5 separate regions of the Mus musculus genome follow, and regions 1, 2, 3 and 4 are each linked to region 5. A link is a contact called in public ChIA-PET, HiChIP or PLAC-seq, Micro-C and capture Hi-C data. All regions are on one chromosome and are shown on one strand. Each heading gives the region's core, a stretch centred on a gene start, on an enhancer-like site or on the middle of the called end of the contact. The rest is flanking DNA. Distances are from core to core; before and after follow the strand shown. Region 1 holds the start of Parvb (parvin, beta). Region 2 overlaps Wnt7b (wingless-type MMTV integration site family, member 7B). Region 3 holds the start of Cdpf1 (cysteine rich, DPF motif domain containing 1). Region 4 holds the start of Parvg (parvin, gamma). Region 5 holds the start of Fam118a (family with sequence similarity 118, member A).

The links. A called contact is a pair of places that touch in the nucleus more often than the background predicts. ChIA-PET counts read pairs in DNA pulled down with a chosen protein or histone mark. HiChIP or PLAC-seq counts read pairs in DNA pulled down with a chosen protein or histone mark. Capture Hi-C pulls out chosen DNA fragments and counts their contacts.
Region 1: a capture Hi-C map of macrophages shows a contact between it and region 5, with 3 times the contacts expected there. The contact joins the promoter of Parvb here to the promoter of Fam118a in region 5. A contact is called at or near these places in 1 of 39 promoter capture datasets (pre-B cells) and 1 of 9 other capture datasets (macrophages).
Region 2: an H3K27ac HiChIP or PLAC-seq map of extraembryonic endoderm stem cells shows a contact between it and region 5, with 5 times the contacts expected there. The contact joins the enhancer-like site here to the promoter of Fam118a in region 5. A contact is called at or near these places in 7 of 39 promoter capture datasets (the 3T3-L1 cell line, embryonic stem cells, frontonasal cranial neural crest and 2 more) and 2 of 115 datasets of contacts at active chromatin or transcription factors (astrocytes and extraembryonic endoderm stem cells).
Region 3: a contact with region 5 is called in a Micro-C map of embryonic stem cells, with 6 times the contacts expected there. The contact joins the promoter of Cdpf1 here to the promoter of Fam118a in region 5. A contact is called at or near these places in 1 of 484 Hi-C or Micro-C datasets (embryonic stem cells), 1 of 115 datasets of contacts at active chromatin or transcription factors (memory CD8 T cells) and 1 of 9 other capture datasets (embryonic stem cells).
Region 4: an RNA polymerase II ChIA-PET map of memory CD8 T cells shows a contact between it and region 5, with 7 read pairs. The contact joins the promoter of Parvg here to the promoter of Fam118a in region 5.

Annotation. Positions count from the first base shown.
Region 1 is chr15:84,230,784-84,233,483 of GRCm38.p6, forward strand. It overlaps Parvb (parvin, beta), which reads left to right and starts at 1,260. Exons shown (of 13, transcript NM_133167.3): 1 at 1,260-1,403. The coding sequence starts at 1,289.
Region 2 is chr15:85,565,805-85,568,504 of GRCm38.p6, forward strand. The region is part of intron 1 of Wnt7b (wingless-type MMTV integration site family, member 7B); the gene reads right to left. Among named protein-coding and RNA genes, the nearest start is that of AU022754, 14 kb to the right of the region's middle. Within about 2 kb of position 1,322, at least 27 of the 459 cell types and tissues checked have an H3K27ac peak or open chromatin away from gene starts, as enhancers often do. A contact at or near this core is called in embryonic stem cells and extraembryonic endoderm stem cells, where this site is marked.
Region 3 is chr15:85,810,372-85,813,071 of GRCm38.p6, forward strand. It overlaps Cdpf1 (cysteine rich, DPF motif domain containing 1), which reads right to left and starts at 1,326. Exons shown (of 5, transcript NM_197998.2): 1 at 1,268-1,326; 2 at 531-677.
Region 4 is chr15:84,323,326-84,326,025 of GRCm38.p6, forward strand. It overlaps Parvg (parvin, gamma), which reads left to right and starts at 1,395. Exons shown (of 13, transcript NM_022321.4): 1 at 1,395-1,506. It overlaps Gm22890 (a small nucleolar RNA gene), which reads right to left and starts at 27; the gene lies at 1-27.
Region 5 is chr15:85,035,787-85,038,486 of GRCm38.p6, forward strand. Fam118a (family with sequence similarity 118, member A) reads left to right here and starts at 1,276. Exons shown (of 9, transcript NM_133750.4): 1 at 1,276-1,458.

The DNA.
Region 1 (2,700 bases), core at 10-2,509, 810 kb before region 5:
GCAGGGAGTTTGTATTTCTGAGATTTCCGGGATCCTGGGGTCTCAGGCTCCCTGACAGTTATGAGAGGGAAGTCAGCCTGGGAAAGCCAAGTAAATGTCCCGTGCTGCCAAAGAGGGGTGTGCTTTAGTAGAGATAAGAGCAGCCAGGAACTGGGCCAGGGTGAGAGATGCCTGGCCCAGGTCTGTGAGTTTTCTTCCTATCATAGTGGAGGGAGGCAACACTTTTATCTTGGTCTTTGGAAACCATCCTTCCCTAGCAACTCTCTCTTCCCTATTTCTTCCCAAATCCTGGCCCTCTCTGATCCTTCTCCTCCTAAGGGGATCCCCACTGTGCCCATCCCACCCTTGGCTTGTAACTCTTTAGATACTGGGCACCCCATTCTCCATGACAAATCCCAAGGAGAGCCCAGGCACATCCTAGCTGAACAGCCAGCTTGGCTACACCCCTTCTGCCAGCGTCAATATTTCCTGCACTGAACTGAAACCGCTCGCCAGAAGGAGCGAGGCTCTGAGCCAGTACAAAGGGAGAAGGAAGAAACACCTCCCCCTCACACACACCCCCCTCCCAGCAGATTAGGTGCTGCCTGCGCCCCGGCCCTGATAGCTCCTATCTCTGCTGAGCCACGCAACCACCCTTCTGCTGGAGCCACAGGCCATTTGGTTTTCCCTCTGCCTACGCCTCAGTTCTCATGCTGCCTCTACCCCGCAGCGTCTCTAGAAACACGTTCATTTCGCTCCTAGTAAACCTCCCTGCCTGGTCCCATCCTTGTTCATCATCTACTGTTCCCAAATCAGCAACAATCAATTTTGTGCAACACAAACCTGGTCATGGCTGTTAGCCTAGCATCCTTCCCTGGGGCCTGCGCTCTTCCTCCGGGTGCCCATGCTGCCCGGATTCTTCCAGCCCGTGGCTCCCATGGAACTCTTTGGCTGGGCTTGCCTTGGGGGAAGGGTCACTGTGTATGAGGCTACTGTCCCACAAAGGCACCCACTACACCCAAAGCATCGACTCAAGGGATGCCCTAGTCCTGCGCCAGGATTCTGGCAGAGACTCAACATCTGACCGTACATGTTTGTGGGACTAATTGATTCTGGGCTTCCAGCACGGTGAGGCTGCACAAAAGGGGGCCGGTCGTGCCTGGCACTACGCGCAGGGTCCTGCTGTATTGCGGGCGGGGGAGCTCAGCTGCAGCACCGGGACCTCGGGGTCAGTAGGCAGGGGCGGGGAAGCCGGGGCCGCGCCCTCCTGGCCACTCCCCGGCCGGCGGTGGGTGGCGCGCACTCGCTTATGTCCTCCGCGCCACCACGGTCGCCCACCCCGCGGGCCCCCAAGATGAAGAAGGACGAGTCTTTCTTGGGCAAGTTGGGCGGCACACTGGCAAGGAAGAAGAAGACCAGGGAGGGTGAGTGTGCCCCTGCGTCCCTTTGGCGCCAGCCGGGTGCCAGCGGTGTCCCCCGTGTGTCCGCTCCCTGCCCGCCTCGGCGGCGCCAATGAGCCCTCCTGTCGCGCTCAGGCTACGCGACCTTTGGGACAGGCCGGTCCCTGTCCGTAAGACATTTGCAGTGCTGGCCCAGTGCATAGGACGTGCGTTCTGCTCTGGACACAGGCCTAGCAAGCTACTGTTCCTGTGCTCATCCTTGTCGTGTGACACTCTCGTCACAGTGATTGGACACATGCTGGTAGAGAGGACCGGCTACTGTTTGCGTGATGCCTGCAAGCATGGCTCCGTCCCTAAGCTGGGAGTCAATGAAAGGGCACAGGACACACAGGCCAGGAGCCTGGGGAAGCCTGGAACCAGTGCAAGGGCAGGGGGCGGGGGGGAGGGGCGGGGGGGGAGGTCATGCCCCCTGCGCAGGAAAGTAATTTTAAAACGACTTTTTACTTTCAAAACTTTTAAAAAACAAAACTGCAAGGGATGTAACTTCTCCGCCTCTGGCCAGAGCCCTAAGGTACCGCAGTTCCCTCCCCTCCCCTCGCAGAAACATTCCTGAATTTTCTATTGTTTTGTCCTGGAGGCTCTTGCCCTTGGGCTGAGATTCCGGCAGCTCACGAGGAATGGGAGGGGCTTTCTGAGAAAGGACAGGTAGAAAGAAGCTTCAGAGACAACACTTCCTGGGGACCCCCAAGTTAGGGTGTGCTGAGGGTCTCCTCCAGCCACTGGAGCCACACTGACTCCCAGAAAGCCTGGGCCTCCAGGGCAAGCCCTGCCTAAGAGGTGACTGATAATCACCCTGTGGGCCCAAAGGACCGGCGTGAGGTATTTACTCATAAAGGGACCTCCAGGTCCTAAATTATGGGCAGACTCATTCTGGCCTTTCAAGGTGTCTTGAAAGGCAGGGCATGTGGGGAAATGCTGAACTTCTTTGATAGAACCGGTGAAGACACTGTGGGTCCCACATTCTGCCCAGACTTGCCTTCCCAGGCCTTCAACCCCAGAATGCCCTTTACCAACCTAGATTGTCCAGGGGGCAGGCAGGCCTGGTCTTCTTCCTAGGGTTTATTGCTAATCAAATGGGCTCTTCCCCTCTCAAGTCTTCCATTCCAGACCCTTCAGGTTGGCCTGCATCTCCATCAGTATCCTAAATGAGACCGAAGTCCTTGTCTCCCTTGGTCACCCACTGTTGTCTTTGGTTTCTCAGTGCCGACGTTGCCATCCTGCCTAGAAATCTATTTTCTTTTCAGGAGTTAGGACAGTGGCA
Region 2 (2,700 bases), core at 72-2,571, 530 kb after region 5:
CAAAAAACAAATGATATTCTTTTCCCCAGAGAGGCTTGGCTGCCCTGGGCTGGCAGACAGGCAGAGAATCAGGGACTGTTAACCCCTCAGTGGGTTAACAAATGAAGGCTTCTAGTCAGGACGCTCAGACACATTGAAACACAGAAGAGTGCCCAGGCTCCTGGCTCACATGACCAGCTGAGTGAAACATGGGGTAGCCTCAGTCTGGAAGGCAGATGGCTCCAGGGGAGTCATGGGGTTCCCTCTCTTCATCCTGGGAGACAAGTCAGTGAAAGCCATGTCACTTACCTTGTCCTTTCCCATTTAAATGGCCAAAGAGAAATGGTGTCATTGCTCGACACAGAGGCGACCAACAGAGTAGCCTCTCCCACCCAGAGGAAGCCTCCAGCCACCTCGAAATCCACGGATATGCCCTAAGGTGATCACAAAACCAAGCCTCTGCACCCCCTGCTCTTCCCTTTAAATCTCTACCCACAGAGCAAACAGGCCCCTAAGAGCAGTGACCTCTGCCTGGCTTTTCTCTGGGCGGAGCCCTTTCCGCACGGGACCAGGCTGCCCCCAGGCTGCTGGGCTGGAACAAACACATGTGTGGAGAGTCACAGAATGCAAAGACAAGCACGGGACCCAAAGACAGTTTAGAACTGGAACTGAGACCATCCGGACCTGGAGAAAAACATGAAGCATCCTCTCTGGAAAGCAGGACCTTTAAAAAACAAAACAAAACAAAACAAAACAAAAAACAAAAAAACCTTCCCTGGGGCAGGCCCCTTAGCCCTCTGGTGCCACCACCCTTAAACTGCTCCAGCTCCTGCCTGGCCTAGCCCAGAGCTCAGTCTACACTGCACTGGCCCTGTCCCACCCCAGGGCCTTTCCCAGCCCTCCCAGCTGCAGCTGAAGCCTCTTGAACATCTTTCTTTGCTGCATTCTACCTACCCCGGATTAGGCCTCGCTCTTCTCGCTCCTGCTGTGCTGGACTTTCAGATCTGCTCCCTCTGCAGACAGACACATCTCCTCACAGGTATCGACCTCTCAGCCAGCTCGGAGCCCTTGGACTTCAGTGTGGGACCCCTGTCCTCTCCAAAGGCTCTGCCTTTTTGCCTGATGCTGACTCCCCAGGGCAAGGATTTCCCACCATTGCAATGTAACCAAGGTCACTAGGTCTCCTGTCCCAGTTCCCATTCTGGAAAGTAGGGTCAGGCTACTCTAAGCTTCCCTCTGGGCCCCCCAGCCTTGGCCCAGACAGCTACCCAGCTGCCCAGCAACTCCAGCCCACACTCCTGGCCCAGGGTGCTTTGTAATTCTTCCTTCTTGGGCATCCTCCGGTAAAATATTTGAAGAATGTTCTAATTATCTATGATCGGCCAGGAAGGCGGGCCTGGGTCCACTCATCCAGGAAGTAACCCAGCAAATCCCCCGGAGGGTGGGCTGAGCTCTCCCTCCGGTGGGCAGGTGTGTCCGGGACTTTTCCAGGCACTGAGGGGCCCAGGCGCTCTTCCCAGGCTCTGGATCACTCTTAGGGTGGGGGTGGGCGGTTGGTTGGGAGCCAGCACTAGAGGAACCTCGATGTTCTTGCCAGGTAAGTGGGGTTGGGAATGTCTCCGCAGTGCAGATTGGCCTGAGCCCCCAGATCAGAGTTCCCACCCACTCACACACCCACACACACACAGAGACATTAGCTACAATCTGAATTTGATTAGACTGACCAAGGAGAGCTCACCTAGGCCAGAACTGAGCACAGCAGGTCCCTTTGGCAGGTCTGTGGAACAGAACTGGTCAGGGCGGAACACAGCAGGTGCCAAGGCCCCTGCCCTCAGGCTACCTGTCTTCCCTCTGGTCCTCCTTCAGTCTTCCTCTGCTGGCTGGTAACCCCAGCTCAGAAACCTGGGCAGAGCATGTAGCTCCAAGCTGTGTTTTGTTCCTTGGCCCTTCTCCCTTCCCTCCTTCCCTTCTCCCCTCCTCTACTCTCTTCTTTGCCTTTTCTTTCTTTCAGGGTCTCATGTAGCCCAGGCTAACCTCAAAAGCACTAAGAAGTCAAGAATAACCATGAGCTTCCGATCCTCCTGCTTCTACCTCAAAGTGCTGGCACTGCAGCACCACCCCAATAGTGAGTACCTGGACCCAGGTGAGGCCCTGGAGGGAGTAGCAGAGGGGGCAGGTCCAGCCTGGCCATCCAACTAGCCCTTTAGCGTGCCCTGGCACATGGTCTACACCCATCGCCACAGTGCTGAAAGAGCATACACTTAGTTCAGCTTCCTGCTTGTTCTACTCATCCCTATAGCAGTTTCTGGGGTTGGACCTTGAAGCCTAAATGTACAGAGGGGAAAACAGACTGAGAGAGAGACCCAGAAGGAGGCAGTCAGGGGTTGCAGATGGCTGAGGGTGGGCAACTCTAGGCCTCTTCTTGGGAATTCATACACCTCCAAAACCCCTCCCTGGCCTGCTTGGGCCTCAGTTTCCCATTTGAATATCAAGGGGGCTGAGACGAAAGTCAGGGTACCTGTGGCTAGACCCCCCTCCCCCAAAGAGGGTCTTCGTGGCTGTGGAAACTAGGTTCCAGTTCTGCTAAGTCTCTGACTCTTTCTGACCCATCTGGGCCTTAGTCTACCCATCTGTCAGTAGTGGGGGACAGAGTCTGCCCATGGTTGGCAGTCCCTCCCCTCCAGCTTGGGCCCCACTTGCTCCTATCTTTCCAAGCCACTG
Region 3 (2,700 bases), core at 76-2,575, 770 kb after region 5:
TGGCTCTGTGCCTATTTTGGTCCTTGGCAGCAAAGCTGTTTCTTTGCTCTTCCTTGTGGTCTCAATCTGAGTTATAAACTGGGGTTTGTTGGTAAGGTGGTAAAGGTAAAGGCAGCATTGTGGACACGTATGCTTGGCTTGTGCTGCTTGGTGCTGAATCAACCCAGTAAGTGAAGTGGGTTTGCCTTTCCTGTTCTTCTGCTACACTGGCTACGCATTTACTTGTGCTTAGGTGTACTGGCCTCTCTGATACTATTTAAGGACAGATTCACGTGCCTCCTGCCGCCTCCCTTCACTGGACGCAAGAATCTGCTCTTGCCATAGAGCATACTTTCCTGCCCTACCAAAGTTAGTCTGAAACTTTGGTCCCCTTGAAAGATCCAGGCAGATGAATTTATACAGCAATCACAGCCTTTCCCAGGTCAGTTTACAGGAAAGTTATAAAGACTTCAGTTCTGTCCTTCGTCTTACCCATCAGCACCCAGGGCATGCTGGAAAAAAGCCCACGGTGGGTGTTTCTATTGGCTCACCAGGAGGTTGGGGTGGGGAGGTGTATCCTAGTCCACTTGATAAGGCTGCATTCTTAACTGTTTGATGGCACTTCTATATTCAAGGCCTTGGAGGCCCCGCCTCTCCGTAAATTGCTGGGTCAGTGGTCTGATGGCAACAGCAGCTGTCTGATGAGTTCGAGAAAACGCGATTCTTGGATTTGTATCGAGCTGTATCGGAATTCCTACTAGCCTTTCAAAGTTCCCATCCCCAGCTCCAGCCCCAGCTGCGCGCCCGCCTCTAACCCTTTGCGTCCTACAGAACCGAGCTTTGGAGCCAGAAAGGAGCATATGTGCGCCTTGGAAACTGACAGATGTCCCGACTGACGTCTAAAACGGAAATTCTATTTTGGGTGTGCGCGAACCTAGCTAGTGGTATCTTAATTCGCACGTCACAGGCCCTCGCCGAGGCTGCTGGGCGCGCTGCCCTTGCAGCAGGTGACAGTCAGGAGACAGTCCCAGGATAGTGGGACTCCGCCAGAGCCTCCTCCTCCCGCTCTGAGTCTCCCCAGGTCAACAGGGCTCCGCCTGGCGACCATATACACCACGGTCCGAGCCACCCGCGCACAGCCCTCCCCGTGCTGGGTGTCTAACGCCTCCCCCACCCCCACCCCTCGGCTTCCAGAGGCACCGAGGACAGATCCAGCGAGCCGGAACACAGAGGGGACATTTCCAGCTAGCCACGCGCGTTCCTGCAGCACACTGCCCCGCAAACTCACCACCTCCCCTCCGGGACCCCCAGAGCGCCTGCGTGGCCCGCCCACAGTACTAGTTCCGCCTCACTGCGCCTGCGCGGCTCCGCCCTAGCTCCTCTGAGGCTCCGCCCTCGATCCATGGCATTTGTGCAGCCCAATCTCATCACCCGCTGAAGCTCCGCCACACTACCGGTTTCCCCCGGTTTGCCTCATGGCGCCTAAGCAACTCCACTCTGTCCCAGCCTCCTTAAGCAAGAAAAGCCAAAAGAGCGTCCTTGCCGGGGTAGAGCTTTACTGTCGCTTCCGTTTCCGCTGCTAGCTTATAGTGATTGTGGGTCGCGGCTGGAGAGCTCTCTGGGCTTCAGAAAAAAAAAACATATTCTACCTAAATCTTGCCTGGTGCACCAATGAATGTACTGGGGTTATTTTCTGGGAGAAGGGACTCAGGCAACTGCAACGTTGAAAAGTCTACCCAGTGGGAGTGATGGCCTACGAGCTGTCTCTGGGACTTTGCACGATTTGGAAGTAGTTCCACCTATCTCCTGCAGCAGTTGCTCACGGTTTTGGGAAAGGGGCTTTATGGATATTCTTAACTTAGTTAAGTTTAGTGAGCTTTCTGATTCTTGTACGTCCTGATCTGCCTCCAGGAGGGAATGTTTCCATCTACAAGAAAAGCCTATATAACACTTAACTTCTTCTTGTGACTCTTATTTACCCCTCCTGGCTAATGTTCCCTGAACCTTGGAAGGAGTTACATAGAAATCTAATTCTTTTCTTACATTCTGGCTGGGCATTGGACCACTATGCCATGGGGGTAGGCATTGGTTCACAGTTATTTAACTGGTTTTGAGTCTCCTCAGTAACTACCACAGTTTGTCAAGATGAAATTTCCTCCACACCTGAGGCAGATAGCAGCAGTAATCTATGGGTAAGAAATACAAGTATTTAGAAGGAATGTCTGTTCATTTAACAAAACAATTACAGTACTGTCCCCACTGGAGCCTATGACCACCAGCCACAAGTTTTTGCACAGGTTTATAAGGCCAAACATAGGTTCCCTCCTGTGAAGCCTCAAATCCAACCAGAAAGTGTTGTCAACATCAGTACTGGCTTACCACTATTGCACCAGGAGACATACTTTGCCTGGCACAGTGACATAATAGAATCCATAACTAAGTAGGATCCTTGGCAATAATTCTCCCTCAGCAGCCTGGACTCCCTCAGCAGTTTTAGCCTGACTTCTCCATATCCTGCAATATATAAGTATTTTCATTTAATTTTGGCATGCAGACAACAATAGTGGAAATTGCCTTTCTAGTTTCTGGGACTTAAAGGGTTTTCTTAGCTAGCAACTCATAGGGACATAGCCTGCCTTTAACGGTGTGGGCTTTCTTTTCTTTTCTTCTTTCTTTCTTTCTTTCTTTCTTTCTTTCTTTCTCTCTCTCTTTCTCTCTTTC
Region 4 (2,700 bases), core at 145-2,644, 710 kb before region 5:
GTGTCTCTTTGCCCAATGCCAGGGGGATTTTCTTTTTCTTTTTTAAAGAGAGTGTCTCATGTACTCTTGAAGTCTAGGCCGGCCTTGAACTTCTGATCCTCCTGCCTCCAGCTTCTGAGAGCTGGATCACACATGTCCTCTCCCATGCCTAGTTTATGAGGTGCCGGGGATTGAACTCGGGGCTTCCTGCATGCTAGACAGACACTCTATCAATTGAGCTCTATTTCCAGCCTCCATCAGGCATTTTGTCATAGGACCAACACAGTCCTTTAAGCAATAACAGCCATCAAAATATGCTCATTGATCCCATTTTGTGCCTGGTGCTATTGTAGGCACTGACTTTTAGTAGTGAGTGGGAAAGATGGGTTCCAACCTGTAGAGCTCCTGGTTTGATGGTGAGACAGCTATCAGGCACCAGCCCATGTCATCAGCTGATCTAGCATGGCTGCACACCGGGTGTGATGGCGCACGCCTTTAATCCCAGCACTCGGGAGGCAGAGGCAGGCAGATTTCTGAGTTCGAGGCTAGCCTGGTCTACAAAGTGAGTTCCAGGACAGCCAGGGCTACACAGAGAAACCCTGTCTCGAAGAAAAGGAAAAAAAAGGATAGTTTTAGCATGGCTGCAAGCCCAAGACCATTGTAAAAGAAAAGGATGTTGTGGAAGACTTCCTATAGGAGGAGGTACCAAAGCTCATGCCAAGAAGGAGTTGTGAGCCATGTGAAGAGTTGAGCAGAGCTTACAAGACATGGGGACAGGCATTGTGACATCAAAGTAAAAGCCTGAGGCACTGGCAGAGAACAGGCAGGTGTTGTGCGGTTTATAGGGAGAGGATGGGAGGGCTGGGGAAGCTGGGGAAAGTAGCTTGTGGGTGCAGAGACTCGGGCTGAGACCTGGAGACTGGCTTTATTTAGGAGCCTTTGGCTGGGTGTAGTGGCTCCTGCCTGTAACTCAGATATGTAAGAGATGGAGGCAGGAGAATCAGGAGTTGAAGGACCACCTCAGCTTGGTGACTTTGAGGTCAGTCTGAGCTACATGAGACTGTCTTGAAGTTAGTCCATCAGCAAGTGAGAAAGCAAGCAAGCTTGGTTGGAGCAAGCAAGCTTGGTTGGAGGGCCGCTCAGAGGGAGGCAGAGGTGCAGGCTGGGCACCATGAGAAAAAGGCAGTGGAGAACACAGTTTGCTGTTGGGGTCCTATCCTTGCTGTTATGTTTCAGACAGTGATTGTCTGGATTGATGGAGAGGCGGGGGCAGGGAGGGAAGTATGAGAGACCCCGTGATGCCATGGAGTCTTGGAAGACTAGGGGCAGGGGTTCTGGCAGTCTTTCAGTGGATTTAGGGTACCTCGCTCATCAGCAACTTAGAGGAGGAAGCTGTCTGCAGCCACCGGGGTGGCAGAGGAAGTGAACAGAAGCCCTGCCTTCCACCTCCGGAACCTGTCTGCGTTGGGAACCTGGTCACCCTCTAAGCTAGTGGGCTCCATTTCCTGATTTGAAAAGAAGCAGCGGGTGAGTGCATCTAATCTTTGGCCTGTGGGGTCCCTGAGCTATTAGAATCTTCTACCTGTTCACATGTCCGGGTAGTGGACCTCAGAGAGGAAGGTGGAGAGGTTCCTTGAATAGAAACCCAGAGGCACATCTCAGCTGGGAGCTCACAGTCAGGGGGATCTGCCAAAGGGGAGCCCCACATCCAGCCACGTTGCTGAGGCCATTGCATCATTTTACTGAGGATCTGTGAGACCCGTCCCCACAGGAAAGCTCTGACTACCTCCCCCACAGCCAGATGAGCAGTTTTCAGACCAGAGCCACTCAGAGCTTTACCGCATGAGAGAAAGCCGAGTTCCCCACCATGAAGAAACTGCTGTTTGGGGCAGGGAAGGAACCCACCTGGGACCGGTCACCAGAGGCAGTTTCAGGTCTATGTGTACTTGGCTGGACACAGGGTCTAGCTTCTCCCTGTAGAGTTGCATCAGAGTCAAAGAGAGAGCGTGCTGGCCTATAGTCACCCAGTCTGAGTAGGAGGAGCTGGCTGGGGCCCAGGCTCCCCACCCCAGCCCAACTCTCTTTTCTCTTGCTCAGTTTGTGGGGTTTGGAACTCATTCCCAGGGGGCTCTGGCCTTTTGCTCCTGGCTTCAGGGTAGGACTCAGTTTCCCAAGGTTCCCAGGCTGTAGCCAGTTTGAGGATGGTGGCTCTCAGCACCGCCCCCCCCCCCCCCCCAGTGCCTCTTCTTCAGCACAACTCTCAGGTTCCTTGTTGTGAATTTCCTTCCAGTTTGACCCCAGACCTCCAGTATCCCAGTGAGCCTGGGAATCCCAGGCTCGTGCAGAGGCTGAACGAGGGACATAAGGGAAGAGTCAAAGGTGGCCATGCGGCAAATGAAACTTCCAGAGGGGAAGTGTGGGCGGAAGAACCAGAAGTAGGTTAGGGAACCAGAAGGGGGCCATTAGCTTCTGAATCTGATCCTTGCTGGGTACGGGCAGGCCTGACAGTGCTCATCACGAAGCTGGCTGTGGGGGATGGGAAGGTGGGGTGGGATGGGACTGCTGGTCTCAGTCTCAGGCCTGACACTGCGCATTGCATTGTGAGGCTGGGGCGGGGGCGGGGAAGACACGACACACTGCTGGTCTCAGGCCCATCACGAGGACGAGGAGGGACTGCTGGTCTTTCACAAGGAGCACGAGCTCTGGGCTTCGTGAGCAAAA
Region 5 (2,700 bases), core at 26-2,525:
AACAACTTCCTTCCTGTAACCCGGGAACTTCTCCAGTGTCACAGGTTCAAGTCTTAGGACCCTTTATGGAAGCAGGAGCTTGTGAACTAAATTGCATCACATGTAAATTGTTCAGTCTAGTAGTGGGAAGCCCAGACCTTTGAAGCCAATGCATGGTTGGTATTGCCAATACAACTTCTCTGGGCTTCCTCCTCTCCTGCTGTTAATTGCAGTAAATGGGGTGCCATCCTCATGGGAGATGTCCTGAGGACTGAAAAAAACATTTTCTCAAAGGCCAGCTACTTAGTAGGTACCCAGACTCAGGTGTTCAAACCACTGTTCTGGGCTCTGGTGCCACAAATTTCAAGCTGGCCAGGTAGTGATTTTGTATACCTTACACCCACAGAGTAGGTGGAACTCTGTGAGCTTGAGGCCAGCCTGTTCTACAGCGCTAGTTCTAGGACAGCCAAAGCCACATAAAACCCTGTCTCAAAAAGAAAAGAACAAAAACCCAGGTTTTATTACACATGCATTTTTCTTATGGGGCTGAAGGGATGCTTACAGCAAACCCATGTAGAAAAAAAGGAGCCAGAGGTAGAGGAAGTCCAAATAACTTGCCTGGGCAGGCCGACCTGGGAAGATGAGGAAGAGGAAATAGGCTTTGATCCATCCCAGCCTTATTTAGAGAAAGGAGAGGTGTCATTGACTTTTAAAGGTCCTCATGCTGAGTGCTCCAGCGCAGAGCCCACCCACGTGTACTCTCGAACGTTCGGGGTGGGCACTGAGTTCACCCGATTAACAGGTGCTGAACCTGGGTACATATGCTCATTAGTCCCTGGATCTAAGCCCAAGCTAGACGTGTCCAAGAGGCACATCGGAAGGGCCAGACGCCTACTCTGACACGTGGTAAGGGAGTCGGTCACTGCGGGGAGGACGTGAAGCATGCTAGGCTGGGGAAGGGCACAGGCTGTACAGCCTGTGGCTTGAGGTAGATGGAGTGAGCCCGGCTGGAAGTGGTTGCCCAAGGGTGGTTCCGGCCGAGCTCAACGCCTTCTGCGTTTCCGCGGGGCTGTCCAGGCGTGCAGATGGGGAAACTGAAGACAAAACAGCGCTGGGAAGACTGGCCGCGAGACATTCAGTCTCTTAAGACCAGGCTCATCGTGGACACGACAGCACAGTCCGTGGGTCCAATCGTAGCTTCTCTTGGGGGCGGGACGCGTCGTGGCCACGCCCCTTCGGGCGGGGCTTCCCGTTGCCGCGGGGCCGTTGATTTCAGGGCGGAACGTTCGCGCGGGCAGTGCGCGCGCGCGGGGGGAAGGCCTTGAGAGAGCGCTGCGGATTCGGCTGGGCAGGCTCGGCGTGGTGCACGCGCAGCGCCATCCGGCGCAGCGCCCGGCGGCTCCACCCAGCCGAAGGGGCGCGACCCGGGTGGGAGGCGGCGAGAGCGCGAGCGACACTGGTGTCTCCGTGGCACGGCAGGTGAGGCGGCGGGTCGGGGCTGGGTGCCAGCGCCTCGCGTCTCCCCAGCCCTCAAAACCCGCCTAGGGTGCCCAGGACCCTAGTGCCCTCTGATGCGCTGGGGACCCTGCCTCCGACATCCCCTGGGCTGCCTGGGTCCGCGGCCACCTGTGGACCTGATTACCTTCCACACCTAGAAAACCTCACCATCCTCCAGATTTCCCTCAGACTCAGCACACAGACCTCGGCGGCTTCAGGGCCCGAGACCGTTATATCTTCTCCAGAAGTCCAACAGATCCCCTCTGGTCCAACTCCAAAGCTTCGGGTCTCCAGGCCCATAGACTCCCATCCTTTCTTGGGTGGAGAGGCCTTCAGACCCACCTATCCCTAGAGACCTTCCTTCCTAGGATCTCCTGCCTCCTGCTCTCTATCTTGAGGTCCACAGAGCTTTTCAGCTTCTACTAGAGTGTTCTTGAGGTTTGTGAATTGTAAATAGGGATAAAAGTAGCACCATCTGATAGGTCAACAGAGGACCACGCATAACCAAAGAGGAGGTGGGATGTGGGGCTTCGCATGTGCGTTTGTTTTCACCGTGCAGTGGAGGCTGGTGTGGGACCGACTCATTGTGGAGAATGGCAGCGCTGGGAGTAACGGGAGTTGGGCAGTCAAAGCTCTTTTAGATTGTGCCCTCAATGTGTGGTAGTTTCTGTTACCACACACAGCCCACCAAAACCAGTCCAGGAAAGTAAAGCTTGATTACAGTGGTCTAATTGATGGGACGAAGGTAAACTAAAGGTCCATCTTTCTGGGATCCTGATTTAAGGGTGGCTGTCTTCCCTGAGGTGGAGGTTTGGGGCCAAATGGTACACATCTTATCATTTTCAGTCCTGGAAATCTCTAGAACAAGGATTATCCTTTCCTCGGGCTATTGTCATTGATAAACAGTCCTTGACTTGCTTGCTACACCGGCAGTCTGGTACCCTGAGGTAAAGCCCCAAGAAAGAACATGGCCTGATGATTGTGAAAGGCAAGGGCCAGGCATTTTTAAAGAGGGAGTGGATACCCTCTGCGGCCCAGTGCTGGGTGCTGGAGGCAGATGACACAGCTCCAGCTGGTAAGGGTTGGGAGGTGGGGATTAGCCAAGTTGGTGGTACTTAAGAGTGCCTTCAAGGCAGCTGGGGCTTGGGGGTTCTAGAGAGTAGCTGGGGTGAGGGAAGGGGATGCAAGAGGTAACAGGGAAGCAGACTCTTAAAGGTTGAGGAG